Linked DNA regions of Pan troglodytes: region 2 is linked to region 1. A link is a contact called in public Hi-C data. All regions are on one chromosome and are shown on one strand. Each heading gives the region's core, a stretch centred on a gene start, on an enhancer-like site or on the middle of the called end of the contact. The rest is flanking DNA. Distances are from core to core; before and after follow the strand shown.

Region 1 (4,231 bases), core at 1,119-3,618:
TGGGAGGCCGAGGCGGGCGGATCACAAGGTCAGGAGATCAAGACCATCCTAACACGGTGGAACCCCGTCTCTACTAAAAATACAAAAAATTAGCCTGGCGCAGTGGCGGGCGCGTGTAGTCCCAGCTACTCGGGAGGCTGAGGCAGGAGAATGGCATGAACCCAGGAGGCGGAGCTTGCAGTGAGCCGAGATTGCACTACTGCACTCCAGCCTGGGCGACGGAGCCAGACTCTGTCTCAAAAACAAAAAATCAAAAAACCAAAAAAAATTAGCCAGGCGTGGTGGCGGGCGCCTGTAGTCCCAGCTACCTCAGGAAGCTGAGGCAGGAGAATGGTGTGAACCCCGGAGGCACAGCTTGCAGTGAGCCGAGACTGCGCCACTGCACTCCAGCCTGGGCAACAGAGAGAGACTCTGTCTCAAAAAAAAAAAAAAAAATACTTTCACAGAAACATCCAGAATAACGCATGACCAAATATCTGGGTACCATGACCTAGCCAAGTTGGCACATAAAATTAATGACCACCATGGAGTACTACTCAGCAACAAAAAAAAGAATGGACTATTGATACATGCCACAACTTGGATGGGTCTCTAGGGAATCCTGCTGAGTGAAAAAAAAACAAAAAAACAAAAAACCCAGTCTCCAGCTGGGCATGATGGCTCACACCTGTAATTCAAGCACTTTGGGAGGCCAAGGCAGGCAGATCACTTGAGGCCAGGAGTTTGAGACCAGCCTGGCCAACATGATGAAACCCCATCTCTACTGAAAATACTATATAAAAATTAGCCAAGAGTGGTGGCACATGCCTGTAATCCCAGCTACTTGGGAGACTGAGGCACTAGAGTTGCTTTAACCCAGGAGGCAGAGGTTGCAGTGAGTCAAGATCACGCCACTGCACTCCAGCCTGGGCAACAGGGCCAGACTCTGTCTCAAATAAATAAATTAATTAAATAAAATCCAGCCTCAAAAGGTCATATACTGTGTGATTCCATTTATATAACATTTCTAAAATATAGACACGGAGAACAGATTAGTGGTTACCGGGGGTTGGGGACGATGGGGGCGGAGGGGGTGTGACTGCGGAGGGGAAGCGCAGTGTCCCTTTGTGGCGACGAATCAGTTCTGTGTCCTGATTGTGGTAGTGGTTTCGGTGCTCTCCACATGTAATAAAATGTCATAAAACTATACACACACAATATACCAAAGCCAGGTTCCTGGTTTGGGTACTGTACTACAATTATGTAAGATATAACCAATGGGGGAACCTGGGTGGAGGGTACCCAGGACCTCTCTGTACTACGTTTACAACTTCATATAAGTCTATAATTATTTCAAAGTAAAAATTTAAAAAAACAAGAAGATACATAGCAGAGAGTCAATATACACATTTTCAACAATAAACATGTATACCTCCTGAAAAAAAACAAGCTTTTTTTTTTTCTTTTCCTCTTAACAAGGATGTGCACAACTTTTCCCTTGGAAGGAACTTAGACACACACCAATCAACCCCGTGATGCCTATCAGTAACTGTTGGAGGAAGAGAGACAGGGCCTCTCAGGTGCAAGAATTAGGATGTCCCCAGCCTGAATGCCAAGAAACTCCTGTGGCAGCCAAGCCCCCAGGGTGTCAGGCCCCTGAAGGGAAGTCTGAGCTCCTCTTTCTTTCCTTAAGTGATCCTGGGAGAGGTCACAGGGCAGCAGGGCCGGGAAAATGGCACGTGGAAAGCGGTCACTTCAGAACCAGAAGGTGTTCTTTTCCATCTCGTCACCTTCTTAAGATAAACCACTTTCCCTCCTTTTCAGTTCTATCTGAACCAACAGCTACAAATAAATAAACACCACTGTTTGCAAAGGCCACAGAGATTAATATTATTATTAATATTAATAGTATTAATAGAGTCTAATCATAGTAAATACATAGAGATGAAAGATCTTTCCCAAAGCAAGTTATTGATAACTATTAGGGTTGACAACCGAAAGATACATTTGCAATTTATTTTTGAAGCCACATAGATTCATTTCAGCCGACCCTCTAGTTATGGGACTAGACCACATTCAAGTTGCCTTTCAAATAGTACTGTAAAATTAAAATTTAAAAAGCATGTAGACGTGACTTTAAGGGACCCTCAAGGAACTACCAAACAAGAGCTCGGCAGCCAACACCCTTTAGTGAAAAGGGTAGGACAGTTTGGGGTTGGCACCTGGGAAAATGGTCCACATGATGACCTTTGCAGGGGTGCTGCCCTGTCCTGTTCCCAGCAGCCTCACCCCCTTTCTTGCCTGGCTCGCTGCTCCTCCTCCTCCTCTTCTGACCCTGTCAGTCAGGCGTTAACTGACCTTCCCAGGGCTGGGCACCTTCTATAGGCGCTTCCTCCCCTTCTCCCCGTCCATGGGAATGAGTCAGCAGGGTTTGGTTGGCTCCACTTCCTGCCTGTGGTTATTATAGCTGACTCATCAGACCATCCTGGGTACACAGTTCAGAGTCTTGATGCAATTCACTTCACGTTAGATCATATTTCTCTCCGTCATTAAATATTCTTGGAAAACATGATTTTCAATGGCTGCGAATATTGCCAGGACCATCTGCTTGCTAAATGCTGGTGTGCGAGCTGGCAGAACCTCCATGTGCTCCAGGTCTCTGATCCATACGTGGAGAACGCACACCCACGTGTGGCCATTTGCTAGTATTCCATCACTCACTAAGTCCCCAGCAGAGCTACTGCTCTGAGTCTAGGCATCTAAATATCAAAACATGATAGACACATAGACACACACACACACACACACACACACACACACACAGCCCTACAACAAATGTTACTGTGATCCTGAAGCCACTTGTTTAAAGAAGAAGAAGAAATTTACTTTCTTTTCTGCCTGAAGAGTGATAGACAGCCAGTGTGCAAGTTCAAGGAGATAATATTAAAGAATTATTGGATCATAGATGTTTTGAAATAATTATGCTCACCACACATAAGATTCATTCAATAGGCATTACATGCCCAAAACACATAACAATCTAAAGGCTTTAAAATAAGGCAGTTTAGGCCAGGTGAGGTGGCTCACACCTGTAATCCCAGCACTTTGGGAGTCCGAGGTGGGTGGATCACAAGGTCAGGAGATCAAGACCATCCTGGCTAATACGGTGCCTGTAGTCCCAGCTACTTGGGAGGCTGAGGCAGGAGAATTGCTTGAACTTGGGAGGTGGAGGTTGCAGTGAGCTGAGATTGCGCCACTGTACTCCAGCCTGGGTGACAGAGCAAGACTACATCTCAAAAAATAAAAATAAAAAATAAAAAAATAAAAAGAATAAGTCAGTTTTCTACCTATCTGAATAGATACTGTAATGTTAAAATTATCACCACAAAGTTCCTCACCTTTTAGGAACTCGAGCTGGTAAGGGTGAGGTGGACTTTTATAAACCCTCAGGACAGTGGCTGGGTGGAGACTTTCTTCACACAGTCCATCTTCTGGACTAAAGAAGAGAGGCTGGGCGTGGTGGCTCACGCCTGTAATCCCAGCACTTTGGGAGGCCGAGGCAGGTGGATCACCTGAGGTCAAGAGTTCAAGACCAGCCTGACCAACATGGTGAAACCCCATCTCTACTAAAAATACAAAAAAGTTAGCTGGGCGTGGTGGCGGACACCTGTAGTCCCAGCTACTTGCGAGACGGAGGCAGAAGAATGGTGTGAACCCAGGAGGCAGAGGTTGCAGTGAGCAGAGATCAAGCCACGGCACTCCAGCCTGGGCGACAGAGTAAGACTCCATCTCAAAAAAAAAAAAAAAAAAGGAGAAGAAGAGAAAGGACACAGTATTCCTCCTAGAGCATGCATTAATGATTATGAGAAAGCCAGACAAGAATAATAATATTCTTGTTTGTTAAGCATGTACTAGGTCCCAGGCACTACACAAAGCACTTTTACAGAAAGCTATCATCCCCGCTTTGTGGTAGTATTTTTGGCCCAAAATGGCAAGGAAATAGCTACTTCACTGCATAATGCAAGAGCTCAGATTCAAGAGTACAGAAGAGCCCGTGGAGCTGGCCAACCACATGGAGGTGCCCAAGCCCCCTGCCCTCCATGTGGGTGTTTCCTGGTCAAAGGCATGAAAATCTGCAACTGTTTCCATTACTGGTTGTTCATGGGAGCTTTCCTGCCAGGTTTTGCTTTATTTATTTATTTATTTTGAGATGGAGTCTTACTCTGTTGCCCAGACTGGAGTGCAGTGCTGT
Region 2 (4,231 bases), core at 1,288-3,787, 220 kb before region 1:
CACCTGTGCGTGGGCACCCGCCCTGCAGGTCGCCTCCAGATCTGAGTCCTCACTCCTCCGCCTCTTGACTTTGAAGTCAAGGTTTCACTCTCTTGACGAATACTCACTGCTTAAGGCTACCCTTGCTACTAAAATAACTTTCCATGAAATACTCTGAAAGAAGCTTCTTGACTGTAAATGCCATTATATTATCAGAAATGCCATGTTTGTGTGCGGTTATGTCTTGTGTAACTGACTCCACCGGATTTTCGAGGTGAAGATTGCTCGTTTTTGTCATTTCCAAAACCCAACATTCTTTCACTATAATGTGGCAACTTCTCAGTTCTTTAAACTATTTTTTTCTTGAAGTTCTTATGAATTGATGGTTCCTGTTTTTCTGAACTGTGTGTTGAACCCGTGCTTCTGCTAGGTTCAGAGTCACCTTTGTTCAATAACTAGCAAATGAGGCAAAAAGGTCTCACATAAAATGTGACTTTGTGGCCACTTGGGAGCCTCCATCTCCTCTCTTTGTAAATTTTAATTTGGAGAGACGAGTGTGAACCTCAAAGGAGGGAAAGGGAGCGGGAAAATGGCAACGTGGGTGAAAGTTCCATGTTCGGGCGAGGTTCTCTGTGTGAGGTGAGACTGTGCTGTCCTGCTCACATGGGAACCGTGGCTCGGCCGCCAACCTCGCACGGAGTACAGGGACCCACACAGAGACACGCTCTGTAGCCCACCAGAGCACGGATCCCATCCCATATAAAGATGAAATGAGTCTTTTTGTTTTTTTTCTTTTTAGCACATGTAAAGACCAAATTTTTCTTTTGAACCTCGATTTTCTTTTGAACCTCGATTTAACTTTTAGGAAAAGTGAAAACAAAAGGAGAATATTGTATTCACCCAAATAAAAAATGATTTCCTGCGTCCAGGTTGACTGCTCATCCATTAGCAGCAGATGTCTCTCGAGTAGCTGAACCACACCAAGCTGGACCTGGGACTTGAGGAGCCCCCTTCAACCTCTGTCAGGACGCACGCTGGATTAGCATCTGCTAGGGCTGCCGTAAGAAAGTACCAAAAAATAAGTGGCTTAAACAATAAAATATTGTCTCACAGTTCTGAAGGCTGGAAGTCTGAGATCACAGTGCCCACCGGGCCAGGCTACCTCCAAAGGGAAGGCTATGTTCCAGCCTCTCTCTCGGCTTCTGGTGGTGTAGCTGTTTAAGTCCAGTCTTCACATGGTGTACTCCCTGAGTGTGTGTCTGTCTTGAAATTTCCCCTTCTTATAAGGACACCAGTGGTATGGGATGAGGGGCCCACCCGACTCCAGCTGACCTCATTTGAACTAATTACATCGGCAATGGCACTATTTCCAAATAAGGTCACGCCTGAGCTGCCAGGGGCAAGGACGTCCACATGTGAATTTTGGGAGACACAAGTCAACCCATCACACACAGAGGCCCTAAAGGATGAATCACACACGTCTGGACTCCTACTCACTTTCTTAGTCGTGTCTTCTACCAGTCCTCTTCCCCCAGACTCGTTCCCCTGAAAGCAAGTTGCCTTCCCACTAAGAACGGACCATTTGCTTTCTTTCCCTTCAGTGTCAGTGTCTATGCTAAGGAGAAGGTTGTTTAAAAAGCAGCTCAAAATCCACCAGACTCCTCAGGAAGTGCCTCTCAGGGAGGCCTCTAGACGGGGCTGCTGTGCCTCAGTAAAGACCTCCCTCCAGCTGCCCTGTGTCTCCTGACTCCCGGGCTTTGTGATTCTAACCTCATGGGTGCTCTGAGGGTAAACCCCAGGAAGTCCTGTAGGTCCCAGGGCTGTTCCTGTGAGGACAGCTGTCCCCTGCATACGCGTGGGGTGCTGTGTGCTCCCGAGGAGCCGGCTGGGGCAGGCAGGGCCCAGTGATACCTGGGCTGGAACTGTGGCTCCCCCACTTGTTTGCTGGCTCTGCTTCCTCTTTAAGAAACGAGGATGATCATGTAGGGTTCCTAAGGGGGTTAAAGTGTGTGAACTCCTTAGAGGTGCACCTAGCCCAGAGGGGAAACATAAGTCAGCCTCAGCTCCTCACGGTGCCTTCTGCCACAGACAGCATTTGCCTTCACCAGGCTTCTTTTTAAAACAATTGTTGACTTGGAAAGGGTCCTTGGGAAAAATTAAAAATTTTAAAATAAATAAATAAATAAAATCTGAGGTTAATTCTTTTGAAGACCCAATCTCCATTTCCTCATCCATCTGTTTTGTAAATACAATCTGGTGTCCAGGCGACTCTGAGGGACTGGGACCCTCCTGAATCACACAGCGTCCAAGTCACTCACTGCTCTCATTTCTGGCTATCAGATTGTTCCCCGGGGGAATGGAGTCTCCGCCCCTGGGAGCTCAATTCGAAACCACGGCTGACCGTGAGGATGGCGACTCCCCACTCGGACCCCCTGAGGATGGCGACTTCCCGCTCGGGCCCCCTGAGACTTTGCTGGGGCTGGAAGACCACACACAGTGCATTCCCTAAAGGCCAGGGCCTGCCCATCCACCCATCCATCCACACTTCCCCTGGGGATGCCTGGATAAGCTCAGGGCCCCACCCACCCAACAGGGGAGGAGGGGAGACCCAGCCAGCCCTTCTGGAGCCCTGACATTTACAGCTGCAAAGGTAGGCAGCTGCGCTCAAACACACAAGCCAGGCCTCTCAACACAAGAAGAGGTTTAACATTAAAAAAAACATTATGAGGCTGAGGCAGGCAGATTGCTTGTGTCCAGGAGATTGAGACCAGCCTGGGCAACACAGCAAAACCCTGTCCCTACAAAAAATAGAAAAATTAGCCAGGCCTGGTGATGCATGCTTGTAGTCCCAGCAACTCAGAGGGCTGAGATGGGAGGATCACCTGAGCCTGAGGAGGTCGAGGCTGCAGTGAACCATGATCGTGCCACTGCACTCCAGCCTGGGCAACAGAGTGAGACCCTGTCTCAAACAAAACAAAACAAAAAAAAACCCATTTTGATAGATTTTGTGGGAAATAAGGAAGAAAAGAAAAAGGCCCATTCTTTTTTGCTTATGCTGTATTTGCATAAAGAAACTCTGAAAGGACATATAAGAAACTAAGAAAAGGGTTACGGAGGGAACTGGATGGGAGATGGGGATGGGTGTGTGTTTTTCACTGGATACCTTTTTATACAATTTCATTTTTGAATCCTATTCAGAAAAATTAAAGCTGGAAATTCTATTCCCTCATTTACCACATTTACAGGGTGAAAGAGAAATTCTATATCCTCATCCCAAGAGATGCTGAAAAGCATCCGTGGAAGGTTGGCACCACCTGTCATGAGCGCCTTTTTCCAGATGAGTACCTACAGCACCTGCCTTGGCAAGAGAGTTCCCCAGGACTCATCGCAGCGCTTCCGGCTGGACTCCCTGAGGCCATGGAGAATTGCCAGGGTAGGGGTTACAGAGAAAGATGCCCTCCCTTGGAAATAATTTGTTTGAAGGCTCCTAATCTGCATGTGGTCTTGGCAAATAGGATCCAGCAAACCTGGATGTGTGCAAGCCATTGGAGATTCGTGGTTTCTTGGATGAAGCTGGGAATTCCACCTCTGCCTCAAGCAAGCTGTGCACCCTCAAACTCTCAAAAGCCTCAGTTTACTCATCTGCAACATGAGTTAAGAGTGCCCAACCCCCATAGGATGGGAATGATCATGTTAAAAGACATACATTCTCCAATCCCTACTGCTTCCAGGAGGCCCTTCAGAATAACATTGATTCACTACACACAGTGTAAGCAGCATGGCTGATCTCTCCTAAGTCCTGCATGAGGTAGCAATTAGAACCTCAAACATGAGAATCAAAGAGTGCCACTTTTGCAGCAGTAGAAGACTAAGAAATTGTAATAATCCTTTGAATCAGTTTGCTCAGATTACTCCCAGATTACTCTGGGACTTTTCTGACATATGAAGAACAATTTCTATTTCAATAGGGTGTCCATTGCCTGCCACTAACTTTTCATTTTCACAGAGAATGGCTGAAATTAGAATTGAGAGATTCTGATAATTCTGGCAAGCAGAGGGCAGATGGGGGTGAGGATGTGCGGACAGGGGCTGCGTTGCTTTAAAGGGCAGGGAAGGACTTGGGGACAGCATTTGTTCCCCTCTCCAGTGACATTCCTGTTTTGTTCAAGTGCCCCTCTGATGAACCCAGTGGGTGAACACAGAGCAGGTGACACACACTTTGGACAGGTGAGACAGTCGCGGGTGAATCACC

What was found. Hi-C and Micro-C count contacts between places; a contact is called where the count stands out from the background.
Region 2: a contact with region 1 is called in a Hi-C map of induced pluripotent stem cells, with 2.6 times the contacts expected there. The contact joins two enhancer-like sites. A contact is called at or near these places in 3 of 7 Hi-C or Micro-C datasets (induced pluripotent stem cells and stem cell-derived neural progenitor cells).

What each region holds. Positions count from the first base shown.
Region 1 is chr12:11,520,253-11,524,483 of NHGRI_mPanTro3-v2.0_pri, reverse strand. No RefSeq gene overlaps it. Among named protein-coding and RNA genes, the nearest start is that of MERTK, 190 kb to the right of the region's middle. Within about 2 kb of position 2,368, at least 8 of the 24 cell types and tissues checked have an H3K27ac peak or open chromatin away from gene starts, as enhancers often do. A contact at or near this core is called in induced pluripotent stem cells and stem cell-derived neural progenitor cells, where this site is marked.
Region 2 is chr12:11,744,522-11,748,752 of NHGRI_mPanTro3-v2.0_pri, reverse strand. All of the region lies in intron 1 of LOC134807861 (a long non-coding RNA gene), which reads right to left. Among named protein-coding and RNA genes, the nearest start is that of BCL2L11, 360 kb to the left of the region's middle. Within about 2 kb of position 2,537, at least 5 of the 24 cell types and tissues checked have an H3K27ac peak or open chromatin away from gene starts, as enhancers often do. A contact at or near this core is called in induced pluripotent stem cells and stem cell-derived neural progenitor cells, where this site is marked.